Regions from separate parts of the Sus scrofa genome. Here region 2 is linked to region 1. The links are chromatin contacts, called in public HiChIP or PLAC-seq maps. All regions are on one chromosome and are shown on one strand. Each heading gives the region's core, a stretch centred on a gene start, on an enhancer-like site or on the middle of the called end of the contact. The rest is flanking DNA. Distances are from core to core; before and after follow the strand shown.

What was found. HiChIP or PLAC-seq counts read pairs in DNA pulled down with a chosen protein or histone mark.
Region 2: a contact with region 1 is called in an H3K27ac HiChIP or PLAC-seq map of alveolar macrophages. The contact joins two enhancer-like sites.

What each region holds. Positions count from the first base shown.
Region 1 is chr1:24,617,202-24,623,646 of Sscrofa11.1, reverse strand. No RefSeq gene overlaps it. Among named protein-coding and RNA genes, the nearest start is that of CITED2, 540 kb to the left of the region's middle. Within about 2 kb of position 3,561, at least 4 of the 83 cell types and tissues checked have an H3K27ac peak or open chromatin away from gene starts, as enhancers often do. A contact at or near this core is called in alveolar macrophages, where this site is marked.
Region 2 is chr1:25,136,084-25,142,528 of Sscrofa11.1, reverse strand. No RefSeq gene overlaps it. Among named protein-coding and RNA genes, the nearest start is that of CITED2, 16 kb to the left of the region's middle. Within about 2 kb of position 2,283, at least 9 of the 83 cell types and tissues checked have an H3K27ac peak or open chromatin away from gene starts, as enhancers often do. A contact at or near this core is called in alveolar macrophages, where this site is marked.

The sequences.
Region 1 (6,445 bases), core at 2,312-4,811:
AGCCCGAGTCTCAGCGCCCAGCCCCCACCCAAACATCTCAGGCTGTGGTGTCTGGGCCCGTGGTTCAGATGGTCTGTGCAAGTCTCACTCTGCTTTGCTGTTCTCAGTCCAGCTGCTGTACTTTTCTCGGCGACTTTGAGGTCCTGTCAACTCAGCTGATCTTTCATCAGTTAGGTGGCTTCCTAGGAGGTAGGTTCCTTTTCTCCTTCAGGACTCCCTCTAGGGAGTGCTAGTCCCTTCCTGATTGCTTTTCTTTCTCTTTTTTTTTGCATTCTACCCAGTTGTGTCAAGAGTTTCTTGCCCTTTTTGGAGGTTTAAGTTCTTCTGCCAGCATTCAGTTCATGTTCTGTGTGAGTAGTTTTACAGGCAGATGTGTTTTTTTGATGTGTTTGTGGGAGAAGGTGTGCGGTGACCTCTTACTCCTCCACCATCTTGCTCCGCCTCCAAAAGTACTATTATTTTCACCTTGTTGAGTGAATGGACAATTTCATACTTGTAGTTCATGTTGTGGGGTAGTATAGAGGGTCTCTATTGTTAGCTTTTTTGTGTCTGTGACTGTGTCTGTATCTGCATCTTGTCTGTGCCCCTTCTTAGCTTAATGTTTCCAGAAAAGTCATTTGAACCTTGGTGTCTATTTCCTCATAATAAAATGGCAAAAAAAGCACAGTACCAGATCCATAGGGGAGGTTCCATGATGAAATGAAGTCATATATGGAAGCACTTTGGCTACTAGCTGGCACATAGTAAGTGCTATCCTGATGATGATAATGATAATGATGAGAGATCCATTCTGGAGATCAGATACTGCCTACCTCCCAAATCAATCTGTGCCTCACAGAAGAAAGGCTCTTTAAGTGCTGAAGATTAAGATTCTTAGTTTAAAATTCAAGGAATTTGTTTACATGGGAAGAAGGGGAGGGAAGAACAAAAACAAAACACAGTTCATACAAGGCCCATTAAATCGCATTCTTATCTTTTCAATTTCAAGTCCAATCCCTTTAATCAGTTTCCATGACACAAATGTCAGCTGACATGCATGCAAGCTGACTCACCTTATTCCAACTAAACTAGATTGAGATTAAAAACAAATAAGCAAACAGCTGGAATGTGACATGTGGATTAGACTCTTCTAAGGCTAGTGGGGTAACTCAGCAGAGATCACAATGGTTTTGAAAACCCACCAACCAATTGGCACACTCCAGGCTTGCTTGGAGTCTGCAGGGCCAAATGGTGAAGTATCCTGGTAGTGCCAAAAATTCTGCATTGATGACACAGAAAATAAATCTTTCAAAGTAGTTATGCAACCTGAGAAAACAATGCATCCGCTGTGGGTATTCTGAGACTGTCTATGAATACATTATTTCTGTATTTTTCTCTTTTGTAAATGTCAGCATCAAAGACCAGCATTATTTCAATTAAATTTTCTACATTTTCTTTGTAAAGAAATTCATAGAGAGGAGTTCCTGCTCTGGTGCAACAGAATTGGCAACTGCTCTATAGCACTGAGACTCAGGTTCAATCCCTGGCCCAGCATAGTTCAATCCCTGGACTCAGGTGTAGGCTACAACTGCGGCTCTGATCTGATCCCAGGCCTGGGAACTCCATATGCTACAGGGCAGCCAAAAAAGAAAAAAAAAAAATGACATGCATAGAGAATGCAAATTATTTCCTTATTCATTTCCTTATTCATTTTTCTGGTTAGAGAAGCCATTTCTACTTTAATGGTCAATTATATTATATTCTGAATTTGCCAGTTTCCTTTTTATATTTAAACATTCTTTGTACTGTTTTATTTTTATACTTAAATATAGATATAGATATATAGTATATAAATACACTATAAATATAGTAAAGTATAGAAAAAAGATACAAAACAATTGGTCATCTTGACAGATTTTATTTGTGAAGTAGATTTTGTTCCTTCCATACTTGTTGACATTTTTCAATTTCAGCAATCAATATTTTTAAAAGCTGCCAGCAGGTATTGCAATATTCCTTTTAGATACCCTATTTCCACCAAAGACAGATTTCAGTGACCTCTTTAACTCGATGTTATTTCTGCATTTTTCTCAAAGTATTACTAATTCCTCCAAGTTCATTTGTATCCTCTAAGACTCTTCTTATACCGAAACAACTCTTACTATAAAGTAACTTTTTATGTATATGGATGGTGTATATTCAGAACATATGACATATTCAGATATTTGTTAAAATCATTTTCATAAAATTAACTTTTCAGTAAGGAAGTTGAACTTTGGGAACAAACACTATGTCATTTGAAAATTCTTTTCTCCTCTACATCACTGCAGTTTTCTAAACAATGTAGGTATTTCACTATTGACTAAGCTTTTTAAAAATTTTGTTTCTTTCCTGTTTTTAGAAGTGACACAGGTCATCAAAACAGAAAATATGAAGAAAATAAAAACCTTCCCCAAATAACCATGGGTTAACCAAGGCAATAAACTGAAAAGTCAGTATATACAAACTTGTGAAATACTTCAAAATTGGGAAGCTAGCCAAAGCATCAATGAGGCAATCTGATGGCTGTGATGCAAATGAAAAACTCAAATGACTCCTCACATTCATCTTTACCAAGAAAACCATTAGGAACTCTTTCACTTCCCGTTTTACTTATGAGGCTTATCCTTAAGAGTGATACAGGCAGAGACTTTAAAAACATATATTGCTATGAAGTAGACAATGCTTCTATGAAATCACCCACAGCTGCCCAGCTAGTTATAGAAAGAAATGTGCTCAGGGTGGAAGGGAGGAATGTGTGGCCAGAGACTTTATTTGATATGATTGAAAAGTAACCCAGCTGAGTAATGAGATGTATAGACTGTAGCCAGGTAGCAATTTTGACACTCTTCAGTTGTGTCATTCAGATGACGTAGTCTTTCTTTGCTACAGTCTCCTCATCATCAAAAAGGGAAAAATGGTATTACTATCTTTCTGATAAGGTCTCATAAGGTCTCATAAGTTCTCATATCGCTCATGAGGATTACATAAATTAATTTTAGTAAAACACATAAAGTATTTTGATTAGAGTCTGGTGTTTATTTCTGTGCAGATTTTTTTTTTTTTGTAGACTTAATTTTTTTTTTTTTTTTTTTTTGTTTAGAGCAGTTTAAGTTCACAAGAAAATTGAATGGGAACTACAGAGAGTTCCCATAGCCCACTGCATACACGGTGTCACCTCAGCCTCCCAGAGCGTCCTCCACCAGAGTGGTACCATTTGTTACAACTGATGAACCTACATTGACAGGTCATTTTCACCCAAAGCCTTAGGTTGCATTAGGGTTCACTCTTGCTGTTGGACCTCCTGTGGGTTTTGGCATATGTATATTGGCATGTATTTTAATAATAAAAAGTAGTTTGGGTGTTAGGGACTAGATTGTTACATTTTTGTTACAAATAGAAGGAAAGTTGCGGGATTGTTAGTGAAATTTCTTTCTGTAAGGAAACTGGTATTTTTCCCTTTCGTCCCTTCTCCACCCACTGGAAGTTGTGATGAGGCAGTTGTTTAGTGGTTAACATGCATGACCTAATGGGGAAAAAAATGTGGTTTCTGTAGGAGGAAATCATGACAGATGAACCATCATGGTTCTTTGTAAGGTCATGCCAAAGGGGAAAGAAGTAGATAAAATTTAAATTTTAGAAAAAGTCAAAGTCTTTATGTTAGTGAAGATAACATTTTAGTCTTATGGTATTTTGTAGAAGGCTAATGATGTTCTGCTGAATTGCTTGTGGTGAATTCTAACACAAATGAAATTTATTATTTAGGAGAAAAAGGAATGATGGCATGGAACTCATTGCCCAGAAGGCTGAAAACATAAATTAGTGTAAGGTCAATTTAAGTAAATTCATAAATTATTGATTGATATTAATATATAGAAGAGGGAGATTTGCTCACTTCCACCCTAGTGTAGATACCTGTATAAATATAACCAATATCTATGTCTTTCACAGAGATACTGCTCAACAGTCTATAGGGTTAACCTACAGAATGTGCCATCTTTCAGTTGGCTGGAGCAAGACCATACAGAAATAGGCCTGATTAAGATAGTGCTCTAAAAAGGAATCTGCTATCAAAAGGGGTTTGGGTTCTTCTGAATATCAAAGTCTTGACTCTATTGGATAAGAGAAAGTGATTATATATTCATAAAACCAAAACCTAAGGAAATCTTTAATAAATGAATACAGAAAACCAGAAAAGGATTAAACGTAAATCACTGACTCCATAATATGGAATAACCCCATCTATTGGGCTAAGCTCACCTATGTGGCTGCCCGAGGCATGGGAAGTTCCTGTGCCAGGGATCAAACCTGTGCCACAATAGTGACCAGAGTGATGACAGCAGGATCCTTAACCTGCTAGGCCGCCAGGGAACTCCATAAGTTCCCCTACTCTTGACCTTATAGTACTCCATGATCTCACTCTCTTGTCCATTAACATACTCTCTTGTAACTGTTTATCTAAAATGGAAGTCTTCTTTAGACCTGGAAAAGTTCATAAATTCATTCAGAAAATATTTGTTGAGCATCTACTTGCCAAGTCTAAAAGTGAGCAATAAAGACAAAGCCCATGCCCTCCTCTAGCTAAAAGAGAGTAAATCCTGGTTGAAAGAATGAAAGAGAATTATGTGCATGTTATAAACTTGACAAGCATAAATATAACAGATACAAGATGTTCTGTGATGAAGTTCTGAGATGCCTCATCTATCTCTCTCAACCGAGCTTGCAGGGAAGACCCTTACCCCGTCTGTGTTCTGTTACAGTCCGTTTCTTTTCCTGCCTTGTCCAGTAGGCACACACCTGTGGTGCAGGAGGAGAGCACGTGTATGCGCTTTTGTGTACTTCTCTATTTCATTGTACGTGAATGGGAATTGACCAGGTATTGGAACTTTTCATTACTACTTGTATCACTTTCTTGGCCTTTCCGTCTGCAAGTGCTCAAGGTTTAATATGTTTTCCTTTTAACACTGTGTTGCTGAGGAGGCTGTGTGACATGTGCCTCGTTTGCTTTCCATGTTATCTCTAGAAATGTAGGTCTCTTTCTTGTGAATATTGTGCCCTGGGTGTCCTCCTGTTCGGCAGTATGGGCAAAAGAGGGCAATTTAAACACCTTTGGACTAAGAGAATCACTTCCTGACTGATGGAAGTCTCAGAAGGAACATGGTGGAGGAGCTTAGGCACCAGGACTCTGCCTGTGTAACTTTATTAAACCCACTGTTACCCTCTCTCCTCCCTCCAGCCCTCTGGGATTTAAAAATGGTGTTCCCATTTAACTCTTCTATGCCCAGTAGTGTATGGAGTACGCTACCAATGTCTGCAATGAAATCTTGTGCTTTCTGGATAGTTGTTTGATCGGTTATGTCATGTCTTATTAAAAATATGTCTATAATTTTAAAAAGGAAAAGAGAGAAAGGAGGGAACAAAACCGTATTTCAGAGGTATTGTGCTGGTTGCTTTAGTTTTTTATTCTTTTATTTAAACATCATAATTAATATTTCCTTATAATTTATATTTAAAGAAAACAAAACCCGAGGTTCAGAGAGGTCAACTAATTTATAACACACTGTGTGGCTGGGAAGTAAAACCACATCATTTCTGCCCCAGAGCCAGTGATCTTTCTACTTGAATTATTTGCATCATTGCCATGCTTTTTTTTAAATTTGGTGTGGAAGGATCGGGATTTATTAACCACTATATGCACATTTTTAAAAAGAAAGAGCTGATGTTTAAATTCATAAATATTTGTTTTTGAATATACTGAGACAGTCTTTTTGTTCTCTTTCACCTAACCTTTCTTTCACATCTTAATTGCACATTTTTTTTTTTTTACTGAGGCAACAAATTCCTTCCTCTTTAGATCTGTGCCCCACAACAACCCAGAGCCCAGAACATAAACAAAGACACATTTGGAAGCTCCTGCAGAGACCTATATCCAAGATCAGCAGATCCTGCAATTTGCTGTTTCCTCCTCCTCCCCTCTGCCCAGATGGGGCCTTATGTAAGCCTCCCTGAGGCGATGCATGTAGGTTTTAGGGGAGAGGACTGAAAACCAAACCGTGGTTGGTGTCATTAGTATTAGATGACTCTAATGACATAAGTGGGTAATATTTAACATTTAGTAAGCTCATTTATAGGATTCTAAATATTAACAGATGAGTGCTATTGACACAGTTTGATACCAATACTTTGGAATTCATGACATGTAAAAGAAGAGGGAGTAAATCTGCCAGAGCATCTTTTCAACTTTTTAGGGTAATTGGGAATCCTGAAACCATTAAAGCATCTGTGAATTTCCTGTATTTGCTCTGCTTTGCTCTCGAATGTCCACAAAGCTGGGGACATCATATAGAAAGGGGTTTAGAAGTACAGCTTTTCTTTTAACATCTGAAACTTGCTATAGCATGTGCTGCTGTTTCCAGGCAGTTTAGAA
Region 2 (6,445 bases), core at 1,034-3,533, 520 kb before region 1:
AAGATGGGAGTGTCCATACAAACCATCTAGTCCAAACTGCTTCATTTGGAGATGACAGAAATTCAGGCTAAGGGAGAGAAATTCAGCCTAAGGACACAGAATCAAGAGCAAACAAGAAAAAGTTGCACAAGATGACATGAACTACTCGGTGGACTTCATGTGCTGTTTGTTGCCTGTGCCTTGCTGACAAACTTGAAGGGATCAACTGCATACCAGCTGGGACTGCAGAGACACTCCAGGTAGCTGAAGGCTTCCCTCACAGTACAGACCAAAGGCTGCCATCCTGAGACTACCAGGGTTGTTCTTAGCATTGTGGAATCTCTAGAAAATCAAACCCCTATCAAAACTCGTGCAGAGAGTACTTGTACACTGTGCTGGTGGCCAGGAGTATGCTCGGAAGCAGGTCAAAGACAAGGACCCCTGTTCAAACAAAGGTGCAGAAGAACCAGTTCACTGATAACATCTTGATGTTCTACTTTCAGATTATTTCACGAGAAATAATCTGCCACTTATGATTGGCAGAGCACTGGTTTGAAGAATACCAGAGGCAAACGTAGTGGAAATTAGAGTCCATAACTAGGATTCTGGAATACCTGGAGGTAAATTTACAGTCTGGCTTAGATGAGGATGGCTCAGCGGACAAATAGAATCTGAAAAAAGAAGAGCTCCTAATATGGATTTTACTGACAGGTTAATTGTGTCCTTTTACCAGTACTAGAAAGATGTCTTGATCACCTTTCTTTCCAAACACCCTTATTTATGATGAAGTTCTTTTAATTTTCAGAATGCAGAGATGAGAAATTTTGAAGTGTAAATAGACATGAGGTTTGCTCTCTGAAAGTAGTGAAACTAGAAAGGACCACATATAATGAGTGAGATTAGCTGTCTGGAGAAATAATTTGTGAGATTGTCTACATGTGTTTGGCTGGCGAGACCAGAGATCACCTGTATCTAAAGGGTGACCAGGCTGTGAGTCTCAGGGAGGCACTCTTAAAACCGGAGCAATGAAATCATTTTGGAAAAGCCCCAAAATAACATAAATGATTAGAATCAACTATGAAAGCTGAAGTCTAATGAGTTGTCTGGAGGAAAGAAGTGTTAACTGAAGGCACATGGTCAGCATGGCATATGGATGAAATGGACTCTAAAGAGTGAGAATTTGGCTGTGTTTTTGCCCTGGACAAAAAAGACACAAGTTGTGGTGCCTTGAGAAGGGTCCTCTGCCTCATTGGAGTGTTTGCTCACTGGCTTTACTGTGGCTTTTGTCAGCTTTCTCTCATGATCATTCTTTTTGCTCTATTCCATGCCCATTAAGGAAATTTCTGATAATTCAACTTGTAAGAACCAAAAGAAAATATAGGGAATATTGTTAAGATTTTAGGGTAGGGGAAAACTTCTTAAGCAAAATAGAAAAACATAAATTAAACAGGAGAAGATTGCTTCTGATTGACGAATGAGATAATGTTAAAAGAAAAATAGCAGACTAGAATAATGTATTTGTAACATATATGATAGGAAAAGGATTATTATCCCAGATGTATATACTATATAAATATATAAAAATATGTTTAAAAATGCTATCAAGCTAATCCCAAACTCCTGATTTATCCCTTCCCCCACTTCCCCCTTGGGTATTAATCCTCTTTGTGATTAACACATAGACACTACTATATGTAAAATAGATGCCCAACAAGGCCCTAGTGTATAGCAGAGCCCGATATTCAGTGATAATCTATATGGGAAAAGAATCTGAAAATGAATGGATACACATCCTTTCAGTATATGTATAACTGAATCACTTTGTTGTATAGCAGAAATTCTTACAACATTGTAAATCAGTATTCTTCAATAAAACTTTAAAAAATAATCTGAAAAAGAATAGATATATTTGTATGTATAACTGGATCACTTTGCTGTACACTGGAAACTAACACAACATGGTAATTCAACTGTATTTCAATTAAAAAAGAAAAACAACTGAACCAACTACAATGGAAAAAAATCATTTAAAAAAACAAAAAACAAAAAAAAAGCAACTGAGACACTACAAAAATAAGTTAATAAATAAAATAAAAAAACCCAAAAAAACATTAATCAGAAAAACATGTTAGCTTATAAAAGACACATTCTCCTTTGCTTTCAGAAGTTCTCCAAACATGATTAATTCATTAAGAGCTTTTTACATGTTAAAAAATAATGCTATCACGTTAATTACAAACAACAACAACAAACCAAAACCAAAACCAACCACTCAGTAAGAAAGTGGACGAAAGAATGAACAAGCAGCTCACAGTAAACCACGGAGAACCACATGATTCATGAATATATGAGACAATGCTCATATATTCAGTGGTAATCTGGGAAATTTAAAGTAAAATACCACTGGGACTTCACTTTCATATGTTTGGAAAAATTAAGAGGTCCAATACTGTTTCTTGTTCAGAGTGTGGGGAAGCAAATCAACATTGCTGCTAGAGTGTGAACTTGGTATAATCACATCAGGAGGCTCCTACCCTACAGATCAGTGGTCCTACCCCCAGGCGTGTACTTTATAGAGAATCTCTTGTATGTGTGTGCAGGAAGGAATGGGTAAAATATCCTCGAGCCATACCATACAACACTGTATATCACTTGAAAGAAATAAGCTAGCTAGGCCTATGTACATCTACGTAAATGGTTCTCAGAAAAAATTTTTTTCCGCTTTATTGAGATATAGCTGAGAAATAAAGTTGTGAGTTGTTTTTCTGTTTTTTTTTTTTTTTTTTTTTTTTTAAAGACAGGATAGGATGATAATTGAGAGACCACATTCTACTTGGCAGCCCTGAGTATTTTAGCCACTAAAAATCCTTGTTCCTTTCCCATTAACAATGAATACATGTAGGGATGAATATATATTTTATTTAATTTTTGTTAGGACATATCAGACTATAGAGTCTGCTAAGCATTTAAAAAATTGAGTTTCTTTACCTGACAACTAAGAATCATATTTGCAATATGGTGACACCCCCCCCTCCCCAAGTATTGACATCTGATGATTAACTAGACCCCCTGCGGGGCATGGAGAAGTGGTTCATTCTTTATGAAGACCATGTCTTTTTGATTCTGATGCCTTGATGTTAGTTTATCTCAAGCCTGGGAGATTTCATCAGAAATAGCTACCATATCAGCCACTATACAAATGATGCCCTGCTGGAAGCTTCTAGACTCCTATAAGTCAGCCAGGTAGTGAAATAAGCATTCTAGTGCCTTTCAATACTTCTGGAACCTGTAGGCCATTAAGCTGCTCAGAGTATTCAAAATGTTCAGTGCGATCTGCTCTTGAATTATTTCAAATAATATCAGTAACCATAGAACCGCGAGTTGACCAGAAACTCTAATTGGCAATTACGTATTATTATATTTAACAAGAATAAAGAAGTTAACAATTAGCTTATTCCATTGGTTAGGGATCTCTCTTACCTCCTTCCCATTTCTTCTCCCACCCCTGACTCTTAGGGAGAAAAACAATAAAAGAATGCTTTGGTGATGGCTTTTGGCTGTCATCAACTGCCACACTGAATTCTCCTCCTTAGATAACACTATTTCGAATTTCTCAGAAATAGAAGAAGAGTGCGCTTGGGGAAAATAAAAGAAAGAAAGGAGGGAGACTGTGTTTGCTCGGTGCCTGCTGGGTGCCATGTAATATGCCATTTGCTTCCATGTACATTGTCTTACTTAATTTCAATATCAACTCTGCTAAAAAGGTATTATCATCTGAGGCCCAGAGGGGAAAGTGATTTGACTGGTCATTCAGCTGCCAAGTGGCAGATCTGGGCTTTCAAATGAAGTTGGCCTGACTCCACAGTGAAAGGTTTTCTGATATTGTCTATTAGCTTTAAAAGACAGTGGGGGGTAGAACATGACTCCAGACCAAAGTTATGTTTTATAAAGCAAGGGTCATGTTTATTGTTTCTCCAAATACAGAAAAATGGCTTTAAAAATCTTTAGTGTTTCATCCCTCTTCTCTCCACATTGAGCAAAGGATACTTACTATCCTAGATGGAAAGGAAGAAAATATTCATTCCCTTCTTACTCTTCACATCTCAGCTTTCATTATAGATTTTTAAAAGAACAATAAGATAGAAGAACCTTCTCACAAGAATACAAGCCACAGAAGGTAAACATCAAAAGAGGAAGAACAATGGATAATGGGATCTGTACATCCTGGAGGAAGCAGATTTTCTCAGAGCTTCCTGGTAGCAAAGGCAGAGGGTGAAATATGTTGTATTATAGGGTTTCATTGTCAAATAAGGAAAGGACTACTTGTTCATTAGGGAAGGTAAACTTTTTTTTTTGGTAGCTATGCTAGTGCTGAAAGGAATTTATTATGCGAGTTACCCTAAAAAGACATACTGCATGGCATAAGAGAAAATACCACAGAATAGTTTTATTAAAAAAATAAAACTAATTTTTTTTTTTTTTTGTCCACTACAGATATCTTTTTGACAGACAAATTTTTATGTTCTAGTTGCTTATTCAGTATGGTGCAATACTATTTTATAGGTTGATCATAGGAAGTATTCCCTTGAAAATCTTTAATAGCTTCCTTCCATGGTATCACTTAGATATTTTCCCTATAAGTTGTTAGTGTTGGTCTCTTTATTCCTATCCTGCTATATTTTAGAGTGAAAATCCTTTGAAGAAGTACTGTGCTGGTTCCTTGTGCTTTGTATAAAACACACAGAGTATATGGCATACATATAAAAGATCTTTCCATGGGGAGTAGTAGATTTTCATAATGTTTTATACTTTAAAGAAATGTACTATCAATATCTATCACAGCAATCATGCAAGATATCTGAGTTTTATTCATTAAGCCATTTCTCTTATATCTGACCTATGTGTGGTTTCTTATTTATTTCTCTCCTAAAATTGACATTTTAGGATTTTTTTTTTCTTACACTACTTTTCAGAAGGATTTTCCAAGGATTCTTGTTGGGGTTGGGGTGAAAGTACAGGACTCTCTGCAGCAGCATTGCTTGCGAAGTTATGTACCTTGACCTTGCATGTGAGTAGAATTGCTCTGTAGGTTGTTTCTAACTCCCTGGGCTTCATGCAGCTAGGTGCTTTTATAAATGCCAGTAAGGTGAGTCCAGCACCAGCTTAGCACATCTGGGTGGTCTTGGGTATAGGAAAAAGCCTCAGCTGTTAGTTAACTGGCTGTGAAGAAACCATTTGGGCAAAACGTACTACCTTCAAATATGGCACTTTGCTTGATTCAGCTCTAAGGTCCTTTTCTTCCCTCTTAAATACGCTCTCATTTCCCCACCCCCTTGCCTGAGAACTTTTATTTAAAGCTGTTGGGCTTTCTACACAGCTATCCAGAACTTTTTTTTTTTTTTTTTTTTTTTTTAAAGCGGTACACCCTTTTGGAGGAAGGGGAACACTAATGGTACAGTTGCATTCATGGTGGGCAGAATTCCTTTTGCATTATTTCCTCAAGATCCCCTTTTTCTGGCTCAGAGCTCTTGAGCTCCCCGTTTCCCTTGGCAGCCTGGTGTTAGCCTAAAGTTGGAGATTTCTGGTAAAAGGTGGTTTACAGTATGTACTCTTTTCAAAGCCCAGCTGGTAGGGGGTGGAGACCAAGCTGTGAAGACTCTGCTTTGTTGATGTTCTTGCCTGGCTTGCAGAATTGTCAAATGGGAACTTGGGAGAGGGAAGCTATTTTTCAAGATGCTTGTGCATATCAATTGCGACTTCCTAGAGACTCCTTCTTAGCTTCTTCTGCATTTCAAAGAGGGTTTATTTATCCCATTAGTTAAGTCATCACATTTAAGGCAAAAAGGCTTTTTACAGGTGTGGAACTCTTTAGAAAGGTCTTTCTATACATTTCCCTTTGTTGAGCTGACAAGAAGATCCCATTCGGGTTGCTGTGCTAATTCAGAAGATACTTTGTTGCTCTAAGGAGAAAAGCAAACACTTTAGGAAAAGGAGTTTTCATTGAATATTCTAGATCTGGTGTGAGTGAATGAAATTAATCTTTTTCTTCCCTTAGCAAATCCATCATGGCAATCACTGTTATAACTATTATCATTTAGTGACACTAGGCTTATTTGGTGCCATTGAGATATCTCCTAGTTAGCCCTGCGCTTCCAAGTCTCCCATTTCTCCAATGCATTCTACACACTACGGCCGGAATGATCTTTCTAACACAAAAATCATATCATGTTACTCTTAATTACCCCCTTAAAATTCTTCAAGGACCCACGGAAGGCAGTGCTACCTTTTTAGTATGGCAGAGAAATCCTTCCCCTATCCCTTTCCATCGTGCCCAAATGTACCTTCCCACTATTAGTTTGCTTTCTAAGAGCAATAGAGGACCAGCACTAATTATTAAGTACCAAACATGGAGCTACATGCATTGCAGGCACTTTGACTCTCTTAAATAACTTTGAAAATTAGATGT